Linked DNA regions of Pan troglodytes: region 1 is linked to region 2. Evidence: chromatin contacts called from public Hi-C data. All regions are on one chromosome and are shown on one strand. The core of a region is the stretch at or near the end of the contact, and the rest is flanking DNA. Distances in the headings are between cores, read along the strand shown. Region 1 holds the start of GSE1 (Gse1 coiled-coil protein). Region 2 has its middle 15 kb from the start of CIBAR2.

Region 1 (6,208 bases), core at 1,328-3,827, 42 kb after region 2:
CACACGTACACAGTCACCTATAGCATGCCAGAGCCCACGCCTGCGCCCAAATCCCTATTTATTTAACAACCCCCATTGTACAGAGCAGAAAACCGAGGGGCGGTGTGCTAAGAAGTCCACCCAAGGCTCACACAGCTGGCAAGGGACAGAACAGGATGGAGACCCAGGTGTGTGGGACCAAGGCACTGAGCCAGGCCCCAGATCTCCAGTGAGCAAGACAGACCTGGCTCCTGCCCTTGAGAGGGAGCACCCAGGATTCCGGGGCGGGGCAGACAGGAGCAGTGGACGGAAAAATCAATAAAATCAATGGCAAACTCCTGCGCTGGGGAGCTGGGATGAGGAGAAGCGCGGAGCAGCACCTGCTCTAGAGAGGAAAGGGAGGCCTCTGAGGATGATGCTGCGGCCATGGCCATACAGATGAGCCCAAAATGCATTTGAAGCAGAAGGGACAGCACGTGCTGAGCCCTAAGGAACCCATGTTTAACTCACCCGCTGACCTGCATGTCCCCAGCCGGGCAGTGTCTTACTAGCAACCTCTCGGTCTGTGTGGGACCTAATAGTCCCTCTTTAACTGTGCAAGGATGCAATTCAACAGACATTGCCCTTTAAACTTTTCCTAATCAGCCCTCCTCCTCTCTCCAGGTATTAAAAATGCCAGGAGCCAAGAAGCCCCCTGCCCCGCTCCCAACATTCCTTCGGGACAGTTTTGCTGACACAGCATTCCTCTGGGCCAGGGTGAAGGCCCAAAGTCCCAACCAATGATGATTTCCTGTTAACCCTTGGACTAAGGGTTGAGCCCTGGAATATCCCCCAGGGATTCTGGAGGCCTTCTTCTTGCGTTTGTTTACAATGCATGGCCCTCTTCCTTGCCAAGAGGAAGCCCAGTTTTATTTACATTTCAGTGTCCCAGAGGCTGGAGAGGACCACCGGGCACCTTTGTCCCCAGGCTGATTCTGGGCTGCTGCTTGCAAATGAGGAAGCTCTAAACTGCCCAGAAGTCAGACACTCGTAGAATTTTGAAGCTGGAAGGGGTGCCATTTCACAGATGGGGAATGAGAGGTCTGGAGATGCCTAGACTGGACCAGGGCCTGAGCCAGATCATCCGGGAGGACCCAGGGATCCTGGCCTTGTCCTGCCATGGACGGTCCCGTCCCCATCAGCAGACTGGCGACGTGGACCAGACGTTTGCCTCGCACGGCTACTCGCCCTGGTGGTCAAGAGTAGGGCCTGGAGCCCGACGTCCTGGGTCTGAATTCTGCTTAGCCCCTTTGGATGAAAACTTAACACTCAATGCCACTTCTTTCCTGTATGTGAAATGGGGCTGATCACCACAGTTAACCCTAAGCGCCTCGCAACGCAAGTCCCTCTGCTTGTTAAATAAATACAATGGATCTCTACACATGAACAATAAAGACACGGAAACAGTTAATCCCCTGCTGCAGCTCCTGTTGAAGGCAATGAAATCAGGACCCAGAGAGGTTGATTCACTGACCTTGGGACACACAGGACCCTTTCTACCTCTGCTGGTGACCCAGTGACCCCTGTCGATGGTGGGAAGGGGCAGAGCAGGCCTCAGACTGTCCGCAGGATGATGCATTCACTAACGGGTTCTAGGAGACGGGGACGGCTCCTCTTTTCTCTCTCCAAAATTAGAACGCGGGGCCCTGAATGGTATCCCCAACTCAGGCCTGTTCGGGACTGTAAATGGCCTTCTCGCTTGGTCCCCCCTTTTGAGAGGGTCGGACCCTCAATATTAAGAGGTTTGATAGTAATCAATTGAGGTTTGATTACCCTGAACGAACCCGGCAGGGTGCCTGCATCTAGGCTGGGGCTGCCCTTACTGCAGCCCTGGGGTGGGGGGTTCCTCCGCCTCCAGGGGCGCCCGCAGCGTCCTTACCTGGCTCCTCCCGCGTCCTGATTGACCTTTACTTAAAGACTAGCTCCAGCCGCTGATGGGTTTCGGCGGGTCCCCCAGGAGACCCTTCAGACGGCTAGAGCCGGGCGCGCTGCAGAGAGCCCCTAATTGGGGCAATGAATCATCGCGCGCGGCTCCGGCTGGACACAAAATAGATAGAGGAGCCGGCCGCTATTGTGCGCAGTTTGGGACGCGGGGGGAGGCGGCGGCGGGCGGGAGGGAGGCAGGCTTGGAGGAGGAGGGCGGGGGGAGGGAGCGCGCGGGGAGGGATTCCCCCGCCCGCCGCGCGCCCGCCCTCCGCCCCTCCCCGCCCCTCCCGCCCGCCGCCGCCCCGCCCCCTCCTCCCCAATTAAATGACCCCACGCCTTGGCAGGCGCCGGAGCTCGCACATGCGGCTGCCGCTCCAGCCGCCCGGGCCCCGCCGCCGCCGCCGCCGCCGCCGCAGCCGCCGCCGCCGCTGCGTTCCGGGCGCGCTCGCCGCGGCGCCGCCTCGGCCCGCGCCGCCGCCGGGGGGGGCTCGGCAGGCCCGGGGGGGCGCCGCTGCGAGGGGCCGTGCGCCCGCGCCCGCGCCGGCCGCCCGCCGCCAAACTTTGCGGCGCGCACACATGCTCCAAGTTGGGCGCGGCGGCGGCGGCGCGGGCGGGAGCTGAGGGCGGCCCGGGGCGCGCGGGGGCCCGGGCGGGCGGCGCGGCGCGGCCATGAGCGGGCGGCCGGCCCCGGTCTCCCGCAAGCAGCGGCTCATGGCAGCCGTGGGCGAGCGGGCGGCGGGCGGCGCGCCGCTCTCCTGCTTCATCTGCGGCGGCGGCATCGGGCGCGGCAAGGAGCTGAAGCTGCAGGTGAAGCAGCCGGCGGCGGGCGCGGGGACCCCGGCGCAGCCCTTCTTCCCGTTCCTGCAGCAGCAGGAGCCGGCTCCCGGCGCGCGCGAGCTGTCCCCGGCCGACGGCTGCGTGTTGGTGTGCGCCGTGTGCCGCTGCTTCCTGGGCGAGCAGTGGGCCGCCTTCGAGCGCGCCCGCACGCCGGTGGACAAGCGCATGTACTGGCTCAAGCGGCCCCACCAGTGCGACGCGGGCGCAGGCGGCCGCCGTGGCGGCGCCGGGGCCCCCCGCGAGTGGAACGTCGCCTACGCGCTGGGCAGCGCCACCGGCGACGACGACGAGGACGACGGTGGCGGCCCCCGGCTGCGCGGGGCCGCGGAGGAGACGCGAGACTCCGACCTGTCGGAGCTGTCGGACACCGATCCCCTTTCCGAGCCCGACCCGCCCGCGCGGGACGCCGCCAGCCCCCACCAGGACGGGGCCCCAGGGCCAGGGCCTCGCGGGGGGCGCGGCCAGGAGTGGAGGCCGGCTCTGGGACCCGCTCCGGGACAGGGCGCAGAGGCCTCGGCGCAGGGGCGCGCGGAGGAGGAGGGGCTGCCCGCGAAGGCCCACGCGGATGGGGAGCCCAAGGCCGGGGTTAGGCGCCGGCGGAAGGGGGTTGGGAGGCACTGGGTTCCCGAGGCCCGGGCCAGCGTCCTGAGGGGCATTCAGGATCCTTGGCAAGGCCCTCTTGTCCAGGAGGCCCCTGCAGACGGCATGAAAGGCCCTCCCTCTGGCAGAGCCACTAAGACCCTGGAGAGCAGGCCGCTGGGGGAGACCCTCCGGGGCTTCTGCACCTCCGAGGACAGTGACATCAACATCACCAGTGGGGAAGAGGACCACAAGGAACAGCCTTTCCCAGGCGTCTGCAACCCCAAAGAGAAGAACAGGGGCCGTGTCCCCCGGGCTCTCCCGGACAGCCGGGCGGCACCAGCAGAAGGCCTTTGCTGCTACATCTGCGGGGCCCCGCTGTCCCCGGCCTCGCACCACCAGGTCCACGTGCAGAAGCAGGAGAAGCTGGCTCAGGCCCCGTTCTTCCCCTTCCTGTGGCTGCACAGCCCGCCCCCAGGGGCACAGCCCATCAGCGAGGGCGGCAGTACCCTGGTGTGCGCCAGCTGCTTCTCCTCCCTCACGCAGCAGTGGCAGAGCTTCGAGCTGGCCAACGTGCCGGTCCTGCAGCGACTCTATGTGGTGCCCCTGGACAGCCACTCCCCCGGCACGGCCTCCAAGGGCAGGAGGCTCCCGAGGGAAGAGGGTCTGCCCTCCGGGGCCCTGCGAGAGGCCTGCTACCTCTGTGGGGAGGACTGTACCCCGGATGCCCGGGCGGTCCCCTCCAGGATCCTCAACGGCAACGCCAGGAGCGCCATGCATTTCCCCTTCCTCAGCCTCCTGCCCTGCCCGCCCAACGCCCAGGGCCCCAACAAGCGCTGTGAAGTCCGCAGCTGCCCCAAGTGCTTCAGCGTCCTGGAGGATGTCTGGGCCCTGTACCGGGCCTGCCAGAACGAGGAGCTCATCACCTCCGTGCAGGGATTCCTGGGCAGGTACCAGCAGGCCTTCTCCGCCTCCGACCCTGCCCTCTCCGAGCTGCCGGCGTCGGCCCAGGGCGGCCCCGTGTCCATCTGCTACATCTGTGGGGCTGAGCTGGGCCCCGGGAAGGAGTTCCAGCTCAATGTGAACCCCGCCAGCCGCTTGGGCGAGAAGGAGCCCTTCTTCCCCTTCCTCACCGTGTACCCGCCTGCCCCTCGTGCCAGGCCTGTGGACTCCACCGGCCTGGTGGCTACCTGTGTGCTCTGCTACCATGACCTGCTGGCCCAGTGGCTGCAGCATGAGGCCCGCAGCTCCCACCACGCTGTCAGCGCCTGGTCCCGGCAGTACCAGGTGGAGACGTTCGTGTGCTTCTTTTGTCAGCAGGAGAAAAAACGGTGTCTGGGGCTGAAGTCCGTGCGGGTGGCCCGGCTGCCCCTGTTCCTATACACCCTGCGAGCAAGCCACAGCCTGTTGGTGGATGACGGACAGCAGCTGATCATCGGTGCTTGCGTGGAGTGTGGGACCCTGGTGTGTGCGGGCCAAGGGCTCACCCGCCAAGGACCCATGAGCTGGAGCTCCCCAGTGGCAGCAGCGACGAAGGTAAGCAGCAATTTTCATCTCATCTTAGACGCTTCCTCCAAAATCCATTCAGGGAAGGGAGAGATGTTTTCTGTTCCTCAGAAAAACTCTGAAGGAGGAGTTTTCACTGGTTCTGTGCGGGGTGTTCCGGGGGAGGTACCCTCCCTGAGTCACTGGGCTGGTGCTTGGTGGGTACGTTGGCCTGGCTGACCTTGGAGGCATGGGGCAGGGGTCAGAGGAGTGGGGATCAGGAGTGGTCTTAGGGAAGAATAGGGCACTGCTGAGAACAGCAGGCACGGGCCTGAACTTGGGTGTGTTTGCAGTGGAATCTATCAAACAGAGGAAGTTCGGGGCATGTCTGTCATCCGCCTGATAACATTGGTAATTAGTCCAGCCGTGCGGGTCACAGAGAGGTCTCCGTGCTCACCCGGTTTGAAACACATCAGAGGTGGAAGTTCCTCTCCGTTCTAGCTCCCGTGTGGCTTGGCTTTTCCAGAGTTTTCCACCTAAGTTCACACTGTTCTTTTGAGACCGTGCTTGCTTTACGGCGGAGGGAAACAGGGTTCCAGACATGGGGGTGTGGAATTTGAGGGACAGTGGCCTAAACAGACTTTTCCCCCAGCGGGAAGAGAGTCTTTCTTCTCTGCAAGTCAGCTGTGCAGGAGGCAGACGGGAGGCCTGGCACTCTCCCTGTTTATAAGGCGCCTGCCTTCCTGCTGCCCGCCCGCGAGGAGCCAGACGGGGCTCAGTTAATTTGGGATCCGGCTTTGCAAGGGACCAAGCAGGAACTGCCCCCGGTGGGTCTGGGGAGGTAGATGTAGGCGTCCGTGAGTGGCAGTCACCAACCCGGCCACCGGGGCATGGATGCTCATTTCTGCCAAAGACAGTCAGTGCGACTTGTTTTAATCAAACGCCTGTAGTGGCAGCTGCTGGCCATGTGTGGGCAGAGGGACGTGTGGATGGGAAAGGTGGCGCTGTCCTGTTCAGAAAGGGTCATTCCACCCTTTGAAAGCTTCCTGATCCTGCCTCCCACCTGCACGTGTGGGGCACGGAGGTGGACTCTCTGGGGGACATGTTCACTTATAGTGGCTGCACCCGGGAAGTGTGCTCTGCCATGATTTGCCCACCTCTCCCCCGATACGCGGCCCCCGTCTTCATGCTCTACTCAGATTTCCTTTTCTACTGATGACAGCTTTGGACTTTCAAGCTGTCTTTGTGGCTTTGGTGGGATGGTCTCTCGTTTTAATTGGATGAGCACATCGTCTCCCGTCACAGATGCTGAAGCTCTCCTCTTCGGCATATAGCAGTGCAGCCTGTGGGAATCAGAAGAGCT
Region 2 (5,463 bases), core at 768-3,267:
TCCTCAAAAGGTTTAAACACAGAGTTAGCATGCAGCCCAGCAATTCCACTCCTAGGCTTATACCTAAGATGAATGAGAGCATCTGCTCACACCAAAACCTGTCCACAGATGTTTATAACAGCAATATTCTTAAGTAGCCAACTAGTGGAAATCACCAGATGTCCATCCATTGATGAAGAGATAAGGTGTGGTACATCCACACAGTGGAATATTATTCAGCCAGGAAAAGGAATGAAGTGCTGAGTCATGTTACAGTGTGGATGAATCGTGAAAACATGCTAAGTGAAAGAAGCAGTTCACAGAAGACCTGCATGGCATAGGTTTCCATTTACAAGAACTGTTCAGAACAAGAACGTTCATAGAGATATAAAGTGGATGCATGGTTGCCTGAGGCTGGGGGGCAGGGGGAGAGGGGATGGGGTGACTGTTAAGTGCATGGGATCTTTTGGGGTGATGAAAATGTTCTGGAAGTAGACAGTGGTGATACTCGAGCACCCTTGTGAATATATGAAAAACCTCTGAATTGCACACTTTAAAATTGTTAATTTTATGGCATATGGATTATAGCTCCATTTTTTTTCAGCAGACAGAAGGGCCAGGGCCGGGAGCTTTCAGTCTACATGGGCTCTCTCAGCTCACAAATCCAGGAAAGCATATACCGTATTAATTCCTTTGAAGCTTTCCAGGCTTTTGAAGGCAATGACCGTAGCCCCATCTTCAAGGTCTTCTTGCTGAGGGCTATTTCTGTGGCTCTGGGCTGCCCAGGGAAAGTGCTGGCACACTGTGAGCACAGTGAGTGCTCAGAAAGGACAGGTGTGTTGGAAGCGGCAGGCAGGGTCTGGAACAGCCACCTTTTGGCTTCTCTCCAGAGTCCTCAGCGCCACCCAAATCTATCTAGCCTCAACGCCAACCCCTGCTGGACCTCTCAGCTCAATTGTAGCACCTTTTAATGAAAGACACCGGGAAGTGTACTGCCAGGTACTGTTGGGCAGTTTGTTCACTGTGCAAGCAGCATTTATCGAACTCCTACCATATGCCAGAAAGCTTGCTTAGCACTTTGCCTAAACTGAACCTTGTTTCATCCTCACACTCACTCTTTGGTGAGGGAGTCATTAACCTCAGCTTCTGAAGGCAGGAGCCTTGGGAAGCTTTGTGAGTCCCTCAAATTCACACTCTTTCCCTGGCTGCATCGGGGGCAACCCTGGCAGGCCCCAGCTCTTCAGCAAAGCAAGGCCTGCCTCGCCACTGGGAAGGGCCAGGAAGCCTCTGATGCCAGACCTCCCATGCCCAGGGAGTCCCGGGAGCCTGGGACCCGTCCGAAGCTGGGACTCAGCTGTGGGAGGCGCAGTGGTGAGACTCCCAGGACAGGGGTCAACAGGACCTGGGTCCAGCCTTCCTGACTCTGTTCGTCGGCAAGTTGTTGAATCTGTCTGGGCCTTGATTTTTCTCGTGTGTTCAATGGGCAGTGACAACATCACTTCTAGAGTTGCTTGGGGATGAAATGACATAACACACACAAAGCGCTTAGCTCACGGAGGAACCCCTAATGCCTGTCAGCGTTCAGAGGCGTGTGCTGGTTACTTTTCCCCACCATCCACGAGGGCAGGGCCTCAGCTGTCTCGTTCACAGCAGTTCCCGGTGCCTGGCGCCGTGCCTGGCACATGGCACTCAATAAATATTTTTGAACAAATTAATGAACGAATGAATTAGTGAACGAGGGCTACTTAGTACCGGGTGCTGGGCACAGACTTCAGATCTGCCGCTGGAAGTCACCAGACTCCTCCTGGAAGAGGCCACAGCCCCCAGTGCCCCATCCCAGCAGGGGTCAGATTCTCCCTGGGTGGTCCTGCTCAGAAAACACGGTTGGGGGAGCTGCCAGGCGGCAGGGGGTTGGGGGAGTCCCAACCTCTCCTGTTTCTTCGGCCTTGCGGGCGCTGTGACCTTCCCCACCTGGCCCTGTCCGTCTTGCCGGCTGCCCTGGCCACCAGGGAGCCCGCAGTGCCTGCCCCGGCTCCCCTTTCACACGGAGAGGGGCGCCTTCTCCATCTATACGGCCTCACCGGGACTTTCCTCCCCAGCTCTCAGGTTACATTCCATTCACAAAAAACAATCCAGATTGTAAGATGTGTGAGCGAATTATAAGGAAAAAAGCGAGGTGGAAAAATGTGGTCAGAGAGTGAGCTAGCTGGGATCGGGGCACAGGAAATTGTTCCACCCACCCCCTTCCACCCACCCACACACATGCCCGGGGCCAGCTGGAAGCCTTTCCATCTGCTGCGTGGGCTTCCAGGCTCAGGGCTGCCCGCTCTATGCAGGGGGGTTGGTGGGGTGGGGAGCGGGGGAGGGGACACTGAGTAAGAGAGGCAGAGAGATTCAGTGGCAGAGGCTCTAATTAACAACTACTCCATTATGTCCTCTTGGCCAAAGCTGCCAGGTACTGTTGGGCAGGTTGTTCACTCTGCAAGGGTGCTTGGCTCCATCCAACAAGCCATGTGCCCTGGCATGAGGCTCTGTCTGCCCAGCGGGGGACATCTTTTCCTCACACACACAAAGGTAGCTCATGCACTGGTGGTCTCGGCTCGTAAATCTTCACTTCTAAAATGCTTAAAATAGAACTTTGCTCAATGTGACTGTCTCACTCCAAGACTCTCCATGGCTCCCACTAACCTACAGGATAAAAATAGCAGCACATTTCCTGATGACTGCCTGTGTGCCTGGACTGTGCTAAGGGGTTTCGTGTGCAATGCCCCTTCTCCACCACCACAGACAATTCTTATGAACAGGTCTACAGAAAACTACATAAAATATATATGTACTGTTTAACAAAAAAAAAATTTTTTTTTGAGACAGAATCTCACTCTGTTGCCCAGGCTGGAGTGCAGAGGCACAATCTCGGCTCACCACAACCTCCGCCTCCCGGGTTCAAACGATTCTCCTGCCTCAGCCTCCCAGGTAGCTGGAACTACAGGCGTGCACCACCATACCCGGCTAATTTTTGTATTTTTAGTAGAAACCGGGTTTCACTATGTTAGTCAGGCTGGTCTTGAACTTCTGACCTCATGATCCACCCGCCTTGGCCTCCCAAAGTGCCGGGATTACAGGCATGAGCTACCACGACCTGCCCTGTTTAACAAATTATAAACAAATGCCTTTACCCCTCACAACAATAGTGTGAGGTAGCCACTGTTACCATTGCATTTTCCAGGCGAGGAAGCGGAGACACTGAGAGGTGAGTTGCAGGCCTGAAGTCACACAGGAGGTACAGGCAGGATTTTTTTTTCAAGACAAGGTCTCTCTCTGTCATGCAGGCTGGAGTTCAGTGGCACAGTCACAGCTCGCTGCAGCCTTGACCTCCTGGACTCAAGTGATCCTTCCGCCTCAGATTCCAGAGTAGCTGGGACTACAGGTGTGGGCCGCCACACCCTGCTAATTAAAATAATAATAATAATAATAAATTAGCGCTATGAGGTCTCGCTGTGTTGCCCAGGCTGGTCTTAAACTCCTGGCCTCAAGTGATCCTCCTGCCTCGGCCTCTCAAAACTCGGATTCCAGGCACGAGCCACCACAGCCACCCAGAGGCAGGATTTGAACCCAGGCCTCTGGCTGCAGAAGCCCACAGGGGACCTCTGCTGCTTCATCTCAGTGCCCACAACAACCTTGCCAGGGGCCTCTCTCCTTGTCCCCATTTTTCAGATGTGGACACTGAGGTCCAGAGGGAGCGACCCCTTATTCAGGGCCAGCATTGAAGAGGCTGCACTTTACCACCGCACTGTCCCCTTGCCTACAGCAGGTGCCGAATCGATGTATGTTTGAGTGAAAGTGTGGGCTGCGTTAAACCACACCACCAGCCCTGTCCCTCTCCAGGTGGTTTTGTAAGGGACAGCAGGGCAGATACTTTACTCCTTGTTAAGTCCCTTCAGACGCTGGGCCTGATCCAGGCCCTTCAGCCCCTCCAGATTCTTCTCTGATTTTCCTGGTGTGCAGGAGAGATATGACTCCAAGCAGAGCCTAAAGGCTGCAACCTTGGCCTCCCACAGGATGGCAAACTTTACTGCGCTTTGCACGGGGAGAACCTAAATGGCATAGAATTGCAAACAGTGGGACCGTCTTTAAAGCTAAACGAAGCCGGGCACGGTGGCTCACCCCTGTAATCCCAGCACTTTGGGAGGCCGAGGCAGGCGGATCACTTGAGGCCAGGAGTTCGAGACCAGACTGGCCCACATGGTGAAACCCCGTCTCTACTAAAAATACAGAAAATTACCTGGGCGTGGTGGCTTGCACTTGTAATCCCAGCTGCTTGGAAGGCTGAGGCAGGGGAATCCTTGAACCCGGGAGGCAGAAGCTGCAGTGAGCCGAGATTGCACCATTGCACTGCAGCCTGGGCAAGAAGAGGGAAACTGCATCTCAAAAAAAAAAAAAAAAAAAAAAAAAAAAAGCGAAATGAGCCAGGATCGAAATCCCATCCCTGGCCTTTGAGAAAATGACTCCGCTGCTCCATTTCCTCACCCACAGAATGGGATGAGCTCTTTCTCCTTGGGTCTGTTGTTGGGATTAAACCATGCACTTGGCCGGGCGCCGTGGCTCATGCCTGTAATCCCAACACTTTGGGAGGCCGAGGCAGGCGGATCACTTGAGGTCAGGAATTCTAGACCAACCTGGCCAACATGGTGAAACCCTATCTCTACTAAAAATACAAAAATTAGCTGGGTGTGGTGGTGCATGCCTGTAATCCCAGCTACTCAGGAGGCTGAGGCAGGAAAATTGCTTGAACCCGGGAGGCAGAGGTTGCAGTGAGCTGAGATGGCGCCACTGCATTCTAGTCTGGGCCACAGAGCAAGACTCTGTCTCAAAAAAAAGCAAAAAACAAAAAAACCGAACAAACCAACCATGCAGTCTTCATAACATGCCTGGGAGCATGTTGGCACACAGTAGGTGCACAATAATTGCTGTCTTTCCCTGTCTTCATGCCTGCAGATCAGGGGCACAGATCTGGTGGTTTAAACCATATCAGGGACTGCTTTTCACATTGAGTCCTTACCCACGTGGCCCAACAAGGCTCATTCCTGTTCATGGATTTTTTTCCCTGCTGCATCTGTCAGTATCATAAATACTTGCAAAGGGAAGAAAAAAAAATTTCCCCAGACTTGACGTCAACACAAACAGCCCTAATTGGTCCTGGAGCCTCATAATTCTCAGATTGTCTTGACCATGTGTATCTAGGAAATTCACAGCGGCAAAGGTGAAGGGTGTTTTCATTCGTAAATTGAAGTGAAGGCTTTGTCTCCAACTGAAATTTGGCTCCAACCCCTCACCTTGGGTCGCTTTTTCTGTGTGTGTGTGCAGAAATCTGACTTATCGTTTTCTTAGGGGAAGGAGAAAAGGCATGAATATTTAATTATTCCACTGCCAAGAAAGGAGGGTTCGGAGCTAGATGAGGAAAGAGCTAGGATTTTCTCTTCCAGG

What was found. A called contact is a pair of places that touch in the nucleus more often than the background predicts.
Region 1: a contact with region 2 is called in a Hi-C map of stem cell-derived neural progenitor cells, with 1.8 times the contacts expected there. The contact joins the promoter of GSE1 here to the enhancer-like site in region 2. A contact is called at or near these places in 2 of 7 Hi-C or Micro-C datasets (blood and stem cell-derived neural progenitor cells).

The regions. Positions count from the first base shown.
Region 1 is chr18:83,337,111-83,343,318 of NHGRI_mPanTro3-v2.0_pri, forward strand. GSE1 (Gse1 coiled-coil protein) reads left to right here and starts at 2,578. Exons shown (of 16, transcript XM_016930304.4): 1 at 2,578-4,896. The coding sequence starts at 2,614.
Region 2 is chr18:83,295,179-83,300,641 of NHGRI_mPanTro3-v2.0_pri, forward strand. No RefSeq gene overlaps it. Among named protein-coding and RNA genes, the nearest start is that of CIBAR2, 15 kb to the left of the region's middle. Within about 2 kb of position 2,018, at least 4 of the 24 cell types and tissues checked have an H3K27ac peak or open chromatin away from gene starts, as enhancers often do. A contact at or near this core is called in stem cell-derived neural progenitor cells, where this site is marked.